Linked DNA regions of Sus scrofa: region 1 is linked to region 2. Evidence: chromatin contacts called from public HiChIP or PLAC-seq data. All regions are on one chromosome and are shown on one strand. The core of a region is the stretch at or near the end of the contact, and the rest is flanking DNA. Distances in the headings are between cores, read along the strand shown.

Region 1 (6,233 bases), core at 2,626-5,125, 110 kb after region 2:
AAAGCAGTTCCCAAAGCCATAGTGGAATGTCTGATTAGTGGCTACTCTGCTGGTGCTGAAATGTGGTTAGTATTCTTTCCCCTCTTCACTCCTTGTGTCTCTGCAGAGGGAAAGTTTAGTAGAGCTCTAATTTAGTACTGTGGGGTATAAACTGATGTTAATGACTGCCAGGCATTGGAAGATCTTTCTCATTATATCCTTAGCATTTCATAACAACCTGTGAGCTAGGCTAATTTTTTTAAAAATTTAAATTTCTAGATGCTTTGAGTAGTAAAAAAGCCCTGATTACCCAATGCTAAAGTCAAAGATTCTCTGTATTCTAAAGGGCATTCATTTTTCTTAACCTCCTCTTTTTTTTTTTTTTTTTTTCCTCTCTCTCTTTTCACTCAATAGCTAGAACAATGAAACTCTCAGAAGAATGTACTCTGGTCTGAAGAGCTATACTTTTTTTGAATTATGCATATGCATGATTATGGGGACCTGGTGAAAGAGAAGGAAGCCAGAGCTTGAAGAAAGACCTTCAGAGGGTTACTTAGAGGACCAGAGGTTGGGAAATATGGCTGCATCTCAATCATGCTGCAGGTTGCCTTATCAAAAAGGATGGCCATGGATAAAGAGGATTAAACAGCTGCCTCTAAATTCTAACTAGCAAATAGTTACCAAACACTGGGTCCTTTGGGAGAGTCAGGGTGGATTTGTTGGTGTGAACCACCCAATAGTTAAAAATATTTTCTGAGGGTTTTTATATTCATAACATAGCTTTCACTATTATAACTGGCAAAATCCTATGAGTTTTAATGTGGGGCTGACCTGAAATCATTTTGGTCTTTAGAACTGAGATGTTCTCTTCTGTTAGAGAAGGACATAGCAGGGATGGATCTTAACTTAATAGTGGAAATACTCTTACTAATTTAAGAAAAAAAAACTAAGAGCAGATATGGATTTTTGCCTTTAGTGTCTTTCATAGTCCCCATAAATAAGAGCAAAAAGAAGCTGGATTTTTAACAGAGGTTCTGAACTTTCTCCTCTCTGGGGCATTTCCTAGGAGCAATTCTGTCTAGCTTCCCTCTCAATTCTCTGCTCAGTCCCATCCTTCTCTCCATGCTTTTTATTTTACGAATGGAAATAAGGTGGGATATATTTCTGATTACAGAAAGAATATTGTATTATCATTTGGGGAATAGCAGAAAATGGAAAATGTGTGCTTCCCTAGGTACAATAAGCCCCCACAATCTTCACTAGAGTACCTTCCCTGTGTCTCTGGTAAAATAGGGGGCTACCCATCTTTTCTTTTATGAGAAACATTCATGAAATCATTCAAAGCCTGCTGTAATGGTGTCGCATAGGCTTGGCCATGCACCCAATCCAGGGGTAGCTCTAGAGAGGGCATAGGGAAGATTCATGTCTCCACAGCTTGTATAAAGAGGAAGACTTTGGGGGAAGTTCATGAAAGCCCACTGCTGGTTTTCCTGTAAACTTAAGGAGGGAAGTGTGGAGAAAGCATCACTTTGAGTGTCTGGTAAAGACCCCTGGGAAAGTGAGATCATGAGCAGCCTAGGATGATCTCACCCAGCTATTCAGGGTATTGAACGTGATGGCACATGGGGAAGGCAGCTAAATGGCTCATAGCTGGTAGAGTGGATTAACTGCCAGGAAAAGCAGAAGCAAACCCTGGGAGAACAATTTTCATCCCCAAATTTAGGAATAACAGGGAGCTCTTTTACACCGGCAGCACATTTTTTTTTTCTCCTAGAAAAGATAACTTTCCTCAAGGGGATCTGGTGAATGAAGCAGTGTATTTCACCCTTGTGATGATGGGCATGAGTCCGGCAGTAACATAAAAGAGGAATTAGCTTGAACATACCACACACTTGGTTTGGCCTGCTCCCATACCTGTGCTCTTGTCATGGTTGATTACCCACTTACAGTGAATATGAAGCAAGCAATCTGCACTGTGGCTTGAGATAAAAGGTATTTTAATATGCTCAGGTCACATACTATCATAGCCAAATAGTAATTTTATATCATTTTCTTAAAGGAAACCACACTTCTTGCAATAATTTTTCCAATGAAGCAAAATTTCACATGACAGAAAGTTTTAGAATATAACTCTTTCATTTGAATATAGCATGAAAGTGTATCCATTTGGGGTGTTTCATCCATGCCAAATAGAATTTTAAAATATCTTTATGATCCTTTTTTGATATACAAACAATAAGGAAGAAAGAATTGGAAGACAATCAATTAAACTTCTAATGATACTACTTTCTTTAATAGTGAAGACTTTTTTACAGCTTTGGAGAGTTTTCCCTTTCAAGTGAAACAATATAAACAAACCAAAAACAAAACAAAACAAAAAAAACTTTTCCTCTTACTTTAAGAACCTTGAGGGCTGAAAAAGTGGTTTGGTTTCCTGACTGCCAGGTTTGGTTTGCCGTCTCTAAGCGGTCTTATGCAATTCCCTAGAGGAAATATTTGAAGAGGGTTTTTCTCCCACATGAGAGAGTTTCATCCCACACAGGCCGCAGATCCTGATGGCAAACTTTGTGGACCAAGTGTCTGGCTTTCTAGAAGTAACTGAAGAGTACGTTTTTCCTCTCGCAGGTGCATAACACTCATTCTCAGATCTCAGAAATAAGAAGGTAAAGACTGAAGTCTTTAAAAATAGCTTAAAGAGGGTAGCTTAAAGACTGTGAGAATCGAGTGCCAATCAAGTCACTTTTGAGGAGATGAGGGCAAAGAAGGTGACAGGCAGGGATCAAACTTCTAAAGCCTTCTAACTGATCTTTCTTTACAACCCTCCAGTGTAAACAGAGGTATTGGATAATCTGGCCTGTAGTTTTCTCTGACTGTGAAACATATTGAAACGCTTTATGTTTAGATGTGTATATAGAAATTCATGAAGTTCTTTTGTATACTTTCTCATTCCAATGCAATTCTCATTTTAGGACGTCTTGAAAAGATAGCTAGCTTTGTGAGAGCACATTGTGCCCCAGCTTGTAAATTTGGATTTATTCTTTCCTATCTACCAGCCACCTGATTATGGTCTCTGTGCAAAGGGCACCCGTTCACATCATTTTTTCCAAGCACTTAAACCTGGAAAGATATTTTTTAGAGGACTCACAGAAGCTGTCTTGGGGGTTTGGAAAACATGGCAAAATTGTTAGCAGACCTTTGGCTGTGCTATTTTTAGGAAGCTAATTGTGTTCTTTTAAAATACATTTTCAACAATGGGACAGAGTTTTCCTTGCCCCCACTGATATGTGAAATATTTACAGTGAAAAAAATGTCACTAAAACACCCCAAATGGATACACTTTAACCTCGGCAACAGCCAGCAACAGGGAAAAGTGATTTAAAAGGAGAAAAGGTTTTTGCAGTATTTGTGCTGCTGTTTCTGTCCAAAATGAACTTTTTATTTTACCGTTCAAACAGAAGTTTGTTTTCAAACCAGTTGCTGGTTAAAGGAGCAGCTGATTTGGCATCCATAAGAATCAGCTCTAACCAAACAATAAGCCTGCCAACCAGAGGAAACTTATTCCCCAGGAAACAACACCTAGGAGGTCAGATACCTGTAGAAGTATTATCTTACCTTGAGCACGTAAGATCCAGGAGAGAGGCTCAGGGCTCCCACAGGAGAGGACCGGGAAAGTGCTCTGATCCGCTGCTGGTAACATGCACTTGGCTTTTATGGGCAGGTGGGTGGAGCTGCCCCTCATAGTAGGTGGGCAGAGAAGGAGCGGCTGCGGGCGGGCAGCCCCGGGAGGAGCTGGACACTCTTCTTTGGGGAGGGGCTGGGAGGGCAGTGCCGAGAGCCCAAAAGAGGGAGGAGAGGCGGGGAGGGAGGGGGTAAAGGAGAGGAGGACGGAGTGGAAACGGGAGAGGGAGGGAGGGTGGGAGAGAGAGGGAGAGAAAGAGAGACAAGAGAAGAGAAATAAAGATAGAAAGGGATGTAGCTCAGAAACAGGAGAAAGTAGTAGTTTGGGGAGAAAATGAATGAGACAGAGACACTGAAACAAACAAGATATAGAAGGAAAGGGGAATTGGATACGTTTCCCGTTTTGCATGACATTTTTGATGGGGGGAGGGAATTGAAGGTGACCTTGATAACAAAAGGTGTTTTCTGTGAATATAAAAAGCTAAATAACGGCTCAGGAACCTTGAAGGGCAGAAGAGGCAAAGGCGGCGAAGCTGGCGGTCCAAGTGAGTAGCATATCCCAAGCACAGCGTGGACATGGAGCAGGCAGGGCGGAGTGGACCCCAGGACTGCTACTGCAATCCCAGCAGCCCCCCTGCGTCCCCTGCGCCCCTGTCTCCAGCTACCCACTGGTAAAGCCCAGCCCCTTCACTCAGCACTCCGGCTGTGCTTTTTGAGAGCAAGGTCTCTCTGTGCTGCTGGTAGTGAGCAGCATCCAGAGGCCCCTCTTGAGACTTCTGCAGCATTAAGGTAAATCCAGCAAAGGTTGGAGAGGATCAGTGGAGATTGGCTTATGGAGACAGGAACCTCAAAACCAGCCTCGGTCAGGTCCTCCAGCATCTGCTTATGTAACAGGATTTCAGGGCTCTCTGCCCTCTGGTTATTTTCGGTATTTTAAAAACTCTTATTCCTAGCAATTGGTGATTGTCTTGGTACCATAGCTTTCTCTGTGTGTCTTAAACAGTAAGAGAGGATTCAACCAACAAGAGGCTGAAGGATCAGGCTGAAATTCTTAAGAAATACATTCAGAGAAAGAAAAACAAACTCCTTTAGCTGCTGAGTGGTGACTCACTTCCTAGCTCAAGCTTGATTTTTGCCACCAAAGGCATTAAAGCATTTTAAAACGGAGAACCTGAGCCTTGGGGATGAGGGGTACTGATAGGGGGACGGGAGGGCAGGGGAGATGGATGGGTGGGCCTAAACAGGATAAGGGAGATAACTTATATTGAAAGTATTGATATATAACTATATATAGCTATATATAGGTGTACATATAATGACATATATATACACACACACATATAAAACTTGATTCAGTATTCACCATAACCTTAGAATGTTAAGTATGATTCACATTGTGCAGATATATTTTTCTTTTAAGAAAGGAATTTCAAAGGGGTTAAGCAACCAGCTCAAGCTAACAAGAGGGGGAGCCACAGCTGGTGGGCTTACAAATTGAGTACACTCTGTGCATCAGGCCGCCATAGAGAACTCTTAGCCTGGTCTAACGTTAGATTGATGTCTTTGGATGGAGGATTACCAGACTTCAAGAGAAGGAAAAAGGATGGCCAAGAGCAGGATTTGTTGAACTGGGTACTATTGACATCTTGGGTCAGATAATTCTTCCCGTGGGAACATTTCCTGTGTGTTGTAGGATGGTAAACAGCATCTCTGGCCAGTAAAATCCTCCTCCCCAAGTTGTAAAAGCTGAAACTGTCTCTCCACTTAGCCAAATGTGTATGTAGGGAGGAGGGGGCAAAAATCCCTTCTTCCCTTTAGGAACCATCAGCTTAAAAGGTCTGTTAAGAAAATACCCAATAACGGCATTTGAGTAATAGTTATACTAGCTGACATATGTGTTAAGGTTATACTAGCCATAGTTTTTACATACTCAGATTCCACCAGTCTGCCTCTAGATTTCAAAGTTTTAATTGCTTCCTTTGTAACTGAGCTTATTCTCAAATGGATACACCTGGGAGTCAACAAAATAGAACCCTGTGTGCCTGGTGTATGAAGAAAGATTAATGATATATGAGATGAAAAATGTAAGCTCTTTGTCATAAACACAGATTTGACATTAGAAGAATTACCCAAATATTACTTGTGATGTTTCATGACATTGATTTTTTTGTCCTGAGATTTATAATTTTTCATCTCTAGGCTCCCATTTCAAATTCTATTTAGTAATGTTTTGGTTGTGAAGAAGTTATATCTAGTGGTTAACTAGCAAGCAGAAAATAAATGCTCAATAGATATGTATCTAATTGAATAAATGACATTGTTGAGCACTGACACACACAGAATGGCCAGTATTTATTGGTTTATTGACTTAATGAAAGAATTAAGGGACATTTAGAAACTCAGAACTTTAACTTTCCTGCTTATTTACATTTTGCTTTTACTGTCTTTTCCCCCACATAACTCAGTTTTTCTTTTTGCAAATAGTATGTTTTTGTTTTGAGGATGTGGCTAAATTCATTAAATGAAATCTATGAAGTGAATAACTCTAGTTACTGGACCTAGAAATAAGACTACGT
Region 2 (7,150 bases), core at 3,922-6,421:
TAAGTGAAGTAAGTCAGAGAAAGACAAATACCATATGATATCACTTATATCTGGAATCTAATATATGGTTCTTTTCTATCTATAGAACAGAAATAGACACCAGACATGGACAGCAGACTTGTGGTTGCCCAGAGGATGGGAGAAGGCATGGGATGCCCTGGGAGTTTGGGGTTATAGATGCAAACTGTTATATTTAGGATGGATAGACAATGAGGTCCTGCTGTATAGCACAGAGAACTATGTCCAATCACTTATAATAGAACATGATGAAAGACAATATGAGAAAGAGAGTGTATATAGATGTATGACTGGATCACTTTGCTGTTCAGCAGAAATTAACAAAACTATGTAAATTAACTATAATAAAAATTAAGAAAATAAATAAGATGCTCCTCACAAGAACAAAACGATAAAATAAAATAAAAGTCTGACCTTACTTGGACAGCAAACATCTTTTTTTCTTTCTTTCTTCCCTCCTCCCTCCCTCTCTACTTCCGTCCTTCCTTCCTACCTTTCTTGGTAACAACAGATAAGATCTATTCTTTTAAATTTTTAAAGGTATAGTATAGTATTGCCAACCATTGACAACATATGCTTATTCATCTTGCATAAGTAACACTTTATACCCATTGAACTCCCCCTAACTCCCCATTTTCCCTTCCCCCAACCTCTGGTAACTATCATTCTATTTCTGTTTCTATGAGTTTGACTGTTATAGATACCAAGGAAAATTTTTTTTTTTTTGTCTTTTTGTCTTTTGTTGTTGTTGTTGCTATTTCTTGGGCCGCTCCCGCGGCATATGGAGGTTCCCAGGCTAGGGGTTGAATCGGAGCTGTAGCCACTGGCCTACGCCAGAACCACAGCAACGCAGGATCCGAGCCGCGTGTGCAACCTACACCACAGCTCACGGCAACGCCGGATTGTTAACCCACTGAGCAAGGGCAGGGACCGAACCCACAACCTCATGGTCCCTAGTCGGATTCGTTAACCACTGCGCCACGACGGGAACTCCCGGAAACATTTTTGATATTCCTTTTCCTCACACATCTAACACATCAGCAACTTTTAGGATCTTTCCATAAAAGCTTACCCTGCGTCACTATTACTTAGGCACCATCATGTGTTCCCTGGCTCACTCCATAGCCCCTTAACACGAGTCCCTGCCTCCACTCTTAGACTAGTCTAATTTTTCGAGAGAAACCAGAGTGATGACTTAAAGATCATGGCCCTGTTATTTTCCTGTTCAAAACTCTCCAGTGCATGCCTACCCCCAATCATGTGAACTCTGAGTTTTTGCTGCAGCCTGCAAGGCTTTCAAGATCTGGCCCTGGTCTTTTCCTGGACACCATCTTCTTAGCCTTGTTGTCCAGACAGCGGTCTCCTTGCTACCCTGGAACAAGCCCATTTGGCTTCCAACCCTGGGACTTTCCACCTGTTACTCCCTCTGCCTGAACCGCCATCCAGATCTTTGTATGACCTGGCCTCTTTAGACCCCGGTCGAAGCCTCTCCTCCTCAGAGAGGCTTGCCCTGATCATCTATTTTAAAGCAATGCCTTCAACCCCCTATCATTCTCTGTCTCTCTCTCTTTTTTTGTCTTTTTGCCATTTTTTGGGCCGCTCCTGCGGCATATGGAGGTTCCCAGGCTAGGGGTCTAATTGGAGCTGGAGCTGCTGGCCTACGCCACAGCCACAGCAACGCGGGATCCGAGCCGAGTCTGTGACCTACACCACAGCTCATGGCAATGCCAGATCGTTAACCCACTGAGCAAGGGCAGGGATCGAACCCTCAACCTCATGGTTCCTAGTCGGATTCGTTAACCACTGCGCCACAACGGGAACTCCCATTCTCTGTCTCTTTACCTTACTTGGATCTTCTTCATTACCAGACACTGTATTACATATTTATTTGTCTTGTTTATCTTTCCTTCAACTAGGTAGAATGTAAGTTCTGAATGTGGAATGCCATTTTTGGTTTCGTTCTTTGCTAAATCCTCCAAAACCCAAACAGTGCTAGTTACATAATAGATTCTCAACACATGCTTGTTGAGTGAATTGAAAAAGAGTTTTCATGATCCTCGAAGTTGAATTACTCTTTTACTTCTACTTATATATACAAAGGACTTATTTATAACTCAAGTATCAGAAAGCAGCCATCTTATGTCAGGATTTTATTATTAAAATAAACTGTAATAATTGTGGAGCAAGCATAGATCTAATAATTAGGATATGTGGATTCTCAACCATCCCCTAATTTTTTTTCAAGCTGTTTAAAATGTCTGTGCTTCAATTTCCTTCATTTTTGAAATGAGGTTGATAATAAAACTCATCTAGACTAATTCTGGGTTTGATGTGATGATTAAATAAATCTATACAAATACTTGGAATGACATGAAGACATCTGTTCAAGTGAGATACTCATGTTTTACTCTAACATATTTTAGTTATAACCCTTTATTCCTCTAGCTCTGTCTACATGTTTATTTTCCTTCATCATCATGAATCTTTATAGTAGCAGATTTTATCATGTTATATATATATCATGTTATATATATATATATATATATATGTACAAAGAAACCACTAGTATTTGGGTTTAATGACCATCTTGTAGTGTTTGGTTTTTTGAGGCTACAAATGGTTTGGCAACTGAGAAGCCTTAGACAGGAGTTAAAAGGATTAGCAGAAACCAGGTTTTTAAATGGAAGGAAATGTCTGATAAAAGAAGTCTGGAGTAAGGGAGGTGGGTAGGACCTCAATCCATCAGCAAAGATCTGACTTTTCTGCAGAGGTCCTTTGGTGAGGACTCTTGGAAGGAAGGAACATGCAAAGGAGCAGAGGTCTGGGCACAGTTCAAGTGCAGAATCCAGGAAGAGAAGTGAAACATAGATCTCCCTGGTTGGGCTCTTTATGGAAGAGCTCATATGCCGTGAGTGTTGTTACTGTCACGAACACTTCTGCATAATAGACCAGGAGGTCAAATCTGTTGTTCTGTCTCCTTTTCCATGTGCAGGACAATTTGAGAAAAACCAATATGCTTATTGCCCATTATCTCCCTACTTGCTCCTGTGACCACATTCACTAGATAATTTGAGCAGTTATTCAAAAATTTAATCTGGCTTTAAAGAACTTCATGCCATGTAAACTACATTTTAATTTTTTTGACTTGAGGGATGAAAAAAGGCAGGTCCAGAGAGGATAAGCAACCTGCCCAAAGTTGCACAGTAAGTTGTAAGTTTACTCCAAGATGGTGCTCTTTCCATTGATGATGTCTTTGAAGGTAGAAACATTTCTTTAGTTATTACCATGAGCTGATATCATTTGAAAAAAATCATAGAAAAATTCATTGCCTCCGTACATATTTTATAAAAATCTCCAGACTCATATCTGATAACTATTGATAGTAGTTCTTCTTTACCTGGGGGGGATACTTTCCAAGACCTCAGTGAATGTACCAAACCCTACATACACTATATTTTTTCCTATACTTACATACTTTTGATAAGGTTTAATTAATAAATTATCACAGGTAAAAGATTAACATCAACGACAATAAAAGAGAACAATTATAACAATATACTGTAATGGAAGTTATGTGAATGTGGTCTCTCAAAATATCTTTTTTTTTTTTTTTTGTCTTTTTTAGGGCCACACCCACAGCATATGGAGGTTCCCAGGCTAGGGGTCTAATTGGAGCTGAATCAATGCAGGATCCAAGCCACATCTACGACCTACACCACAGCTCACAGCAACGTCAGATTCCACTGAGCGAGCCAGGGTTCAAACCTGCAATCTCTTGGTTCCTAGTCAGATTCATTAACCACTGAGCCACAATAGGAACTCCTCCCAAAATATCTTTTTGTACAAAGTGAATGCCTTTTCCATCTTCATTAAGTACTTATCACATATTGCAGCCATAATTTTTGTTGTTTGAGGTATGCCAGCCAAACTAACATGGGTTTCTTTTTCTTTCACAATTTCATTTATAGAAGATTTGCTGTAAAAACACAGATCTCAGCAACCTCAGCACATGATATTTTTCTTTCCTGATTAACTCAAGAGCTTTCACTTTTTCACTTAAAAGAAGCACTTTATGGTTTCCATTTGAAATATTGGAATGGCTAGCATCACTACTCTGTGGTTTTGAGGTCACTATTTGGTAAAGTGAGCGTTACTTGGACACAGCACGGAGATAGTGCCACAGTCCATCTAATAATCTAGATGGCTCCTAAGTGACTAGCAGATGGGACAAAGGGATGATTAATGTCCTGAGCAGGTTGGAGTGAGAGGGCAAGAGACTTTATCATGCTACTTGGAACAGCACACAATTTAAAACTTATGAATTGTTTATTTCTGGAATTTTCCTTTTAATGTTTTCAGATAGTGGTTAAATCTGAGTAACTAAAACTGTTGAAAAGAAAAACATGGTAAAGCTGGGACTACTGCGTGTGTACCAATTATTAGATTGCTTACATGAGAGAAGCTGGCTAGAGTAATATCTCCAGAAGCTGTTTAGGCTCAATGACAGCTCTACCACGCTCCTGGATGGGCAACCTCAGGCAAGTTTCACTGTACATCTGTAGTTACATTTCCTGTCTAGAAAGTGGGCATAATAATATATCTCATCGGGTTGCTGTGAATACCTGAATATAAATTAAGTATTAGAACAGTGCCTAGCACGTGATACATGCCTGTTTATTTCCATAGAACCTAAGTACACACATATATAAGCCCAGAGTACATGAAAACTTGTTCTTAGAAGTTCTCATCTTGAACAGTTTTGTAAAAAAAAAAGTAGTTTCCAAATGAAAGCATCATTTCTTTTTGTAGACTCTAGAGGCAGTAACTCCAAGTGGTCACTAGATGGCAATTGTGATCCACTGTGACTTCAGAAGCAGAAGGCTTTAACAGAAGGCCCGACCCTTAAATTTTTCAGGGCTCTGCAGCACTGTAACTCAGGCAGTCCATTTCCCACAAGGTGGGCCTTTAAAAGAACTATTTTGGGTCAGCACAGTCTGCCTTCTGTGGCCACTCTTGGGACTCACCCCTAGACACCCAATCTTCCTGATGGAAGTGAGAAATAAAAAATTGCCTGCCCTGTCAGTAAACAATGAATGTCACAGTCATGAGTGATTGTAGCCATCTCTAGCCTGTGATTCCTGAGGGAACTTAGGAAGGAAACAAAGAATACTGGCCCTCTAGCAGCCATCAGACTTGCCGCTACTCTTTAAGGTGCACCCTGAGGAAACTAAGGATGTGAAAACACAGGATATTGGCCCAGAGAGTTGAGGTACATAGCAAAGGAATGATTTCAGTGAGCCCAGACCTTTGCATCTTCTCATAGAAAAGTGCTAAATTCCTTAACTTGAGATATCTGGTTTTCTGTTATTAACAGTAATCTTTTGTTCCTACTGCCTGCTCTTTGTTACAAGACCCCTATATATCCAGGCCCCCCTTCGTCTCCTCCGAGCAGTTTTCTCAGGGTTACTTGAGATGCTGCCTACCTGGCTAAGTCCTCAGTTTAATTCACTGAATAAAACATAACCCTCAACTTTTAGGTTGTGCATATTTTTTTTAGTGGACAGTAGCTTCACTGAGGCCTGGGTTTCCCTGCCTCCATCCTACTGTGAATTTGCTCTCTGCCAGATGGCAACAAGACAGTGGCAGGATATCATCTGTTAAGAAGATTAATCAGTGATTCTCAAAGTTTGGTAACTCCCCCACCCCCTTCCCAGTAGCCTCATATCAACCAGGAACTTGTTAAAAAAGCAAATTCTTGGGCCCATCTCAGACCTGACCTGCTGACTGGGAACTGGTGTTTTCACAAGCCCACCTGATGATCCTGACCCCTGCTAAAGTTTGAGAACCACTGAGATGGACCAATGTTTAGCATCATATAAATGCTGGCATTGGGTGGGTGTTCAGAGAATATTTTGCCTAATTCACTCATTTTGCTAAGAAGGCGAGTGAGTCCAGAGAATTGAATGACTCACTGAAGACCACAGGGTGAGTCTTGTGGTAGAACCCAGGTTCCAAGGCTGCCAAGTTGTATCCCCCAGCTTTTCCCACTACACTGTTCACCCTCTTCCTCTTTAAAACTGAGGCCACTAGATAACATTCTAACCTCATAACTACTTACAAAGAAGAAAAAAATCACTTATTTATACAGGTGTTGGCTCATTTATTTCAATAGACATTTCTATAGGGATACAAAAATGTGTGTGTGATGCATAGAGTGTGATGCATTTTTATGTTCAGTGTGTATGTGTGTGTGTGTGTTTGTGTGTGTGTGTGTGTGTGTGTTGGAAGTGAGGGAAGAATCAAGTGGAAAACTCATGTCTCATTTGCTAGAAGAGGCATGTTAACCTGGGAAATGGGTGAGTGCAAGTAAGTCAGGCACAGGGCTGAGGTGGCTGATGGATATGAGTTCACCAGGAGAAGTAGGGAAAGAACATTTGGAAAGAGGGATCAGCATGTACAAGGGTGGGGGCCCATGAAACAGTGAGGGGAATCTTAAGCCTTCGATTTGATTGAGGAGAAGGGAGAGTGTGGAGGTGTTATCATATTTTAGATAATAATATTACCTCTACAAGAATTATCTGACACTTATTGAATGTTAACTATGTACCAGGAACTATACTAAGCATTTTACACCTATTATTAGTTGATTTAAATCTTAAACAGTTTCGTGAGCGACTACTCTCATTCCTATTTTATAGATGACAAGAGAAATGCATGCACTGTTCTATTTTCCTTAAAATCAAATGTTACTGTGTTAATTTCTTAGACAGGCCTTAAGCTTAGAAAAAGAAACTTAATATTTACTCCAGACGATCTCTGTGATGTGTAGTATGTATTTTGGGGGGATGAGGAATATGTTTTTTAATACATATAATTTTATCATAAGCATTTTTTCAGAAAAGCATAAAATCAAGAAGATTTTGATATCCTTTCTTTTTTAACTCTAGGAATGAATGTCCCATTATTCTTTGATGTATCAGCAACTGTGGAACCAGTTTCTCATAATAACAGGCGATTTGTGTCTGAAAAATGGCAAAGAAAGTTCCTTTCAATTATTTGACTCACTGAAGAAAGGAAGCTGAGTGATGAGTGAGTGATCTGGTCTGAAACCATTGGCCTTACTGTGCCTTTG

What was found. HiChIP or PLAC-seq counts read pairs in DNA pulled down with a chosen protein or histone mark.
Region 1: an H3K27ac HiChIP or PLAC-seq map of skeletal muscle shows a contact between it and region 2. The contact joins the promoter of COL8A1 here to the enhancer-like site in region 2. A contact is called at or near these places in 1 of 5 promoter capture datasets (liver), 18 of 47 Hi-C or Micro-C datasets (brain, embryonic fibroblasts, fetal heart ventricle and 8 more) and 1 of 2 datasets of contacts at active chromatin or transcription factors (skeletal muscle).

What each region holds. Positions count from the first base shown.
Region 1 is chr13:159,370,843-159,377,075 of Sscrofa11.1, forward strand. It overlaps COL8A1 (collagen alpha-1(VIII) chain), which reads right to left and starts at 3,876. Exons shown (of 4, transcript XM_001926443.6): 1 at 3,592-3,876.
Region 2 is chr13:159,264,455-159,271,604 of Sscrofa11.1, forward strand. All of the region lies in intron 2 of COL8A1 (collagen alpha-1(VIII) chain), which reads right to left. Among named protein-coding and RNA genes, the nearest start is that of CMSS1, 76 kb to the left of the region's middle. Within about 2 kb of position 5,172, at least 9 of the 83 cell types and tissues checked have an H3K27ac peak or open chromatin away from gene starts, as enhancers often do. A contact at or near this core is called in skeletal muscle, where this site is marked.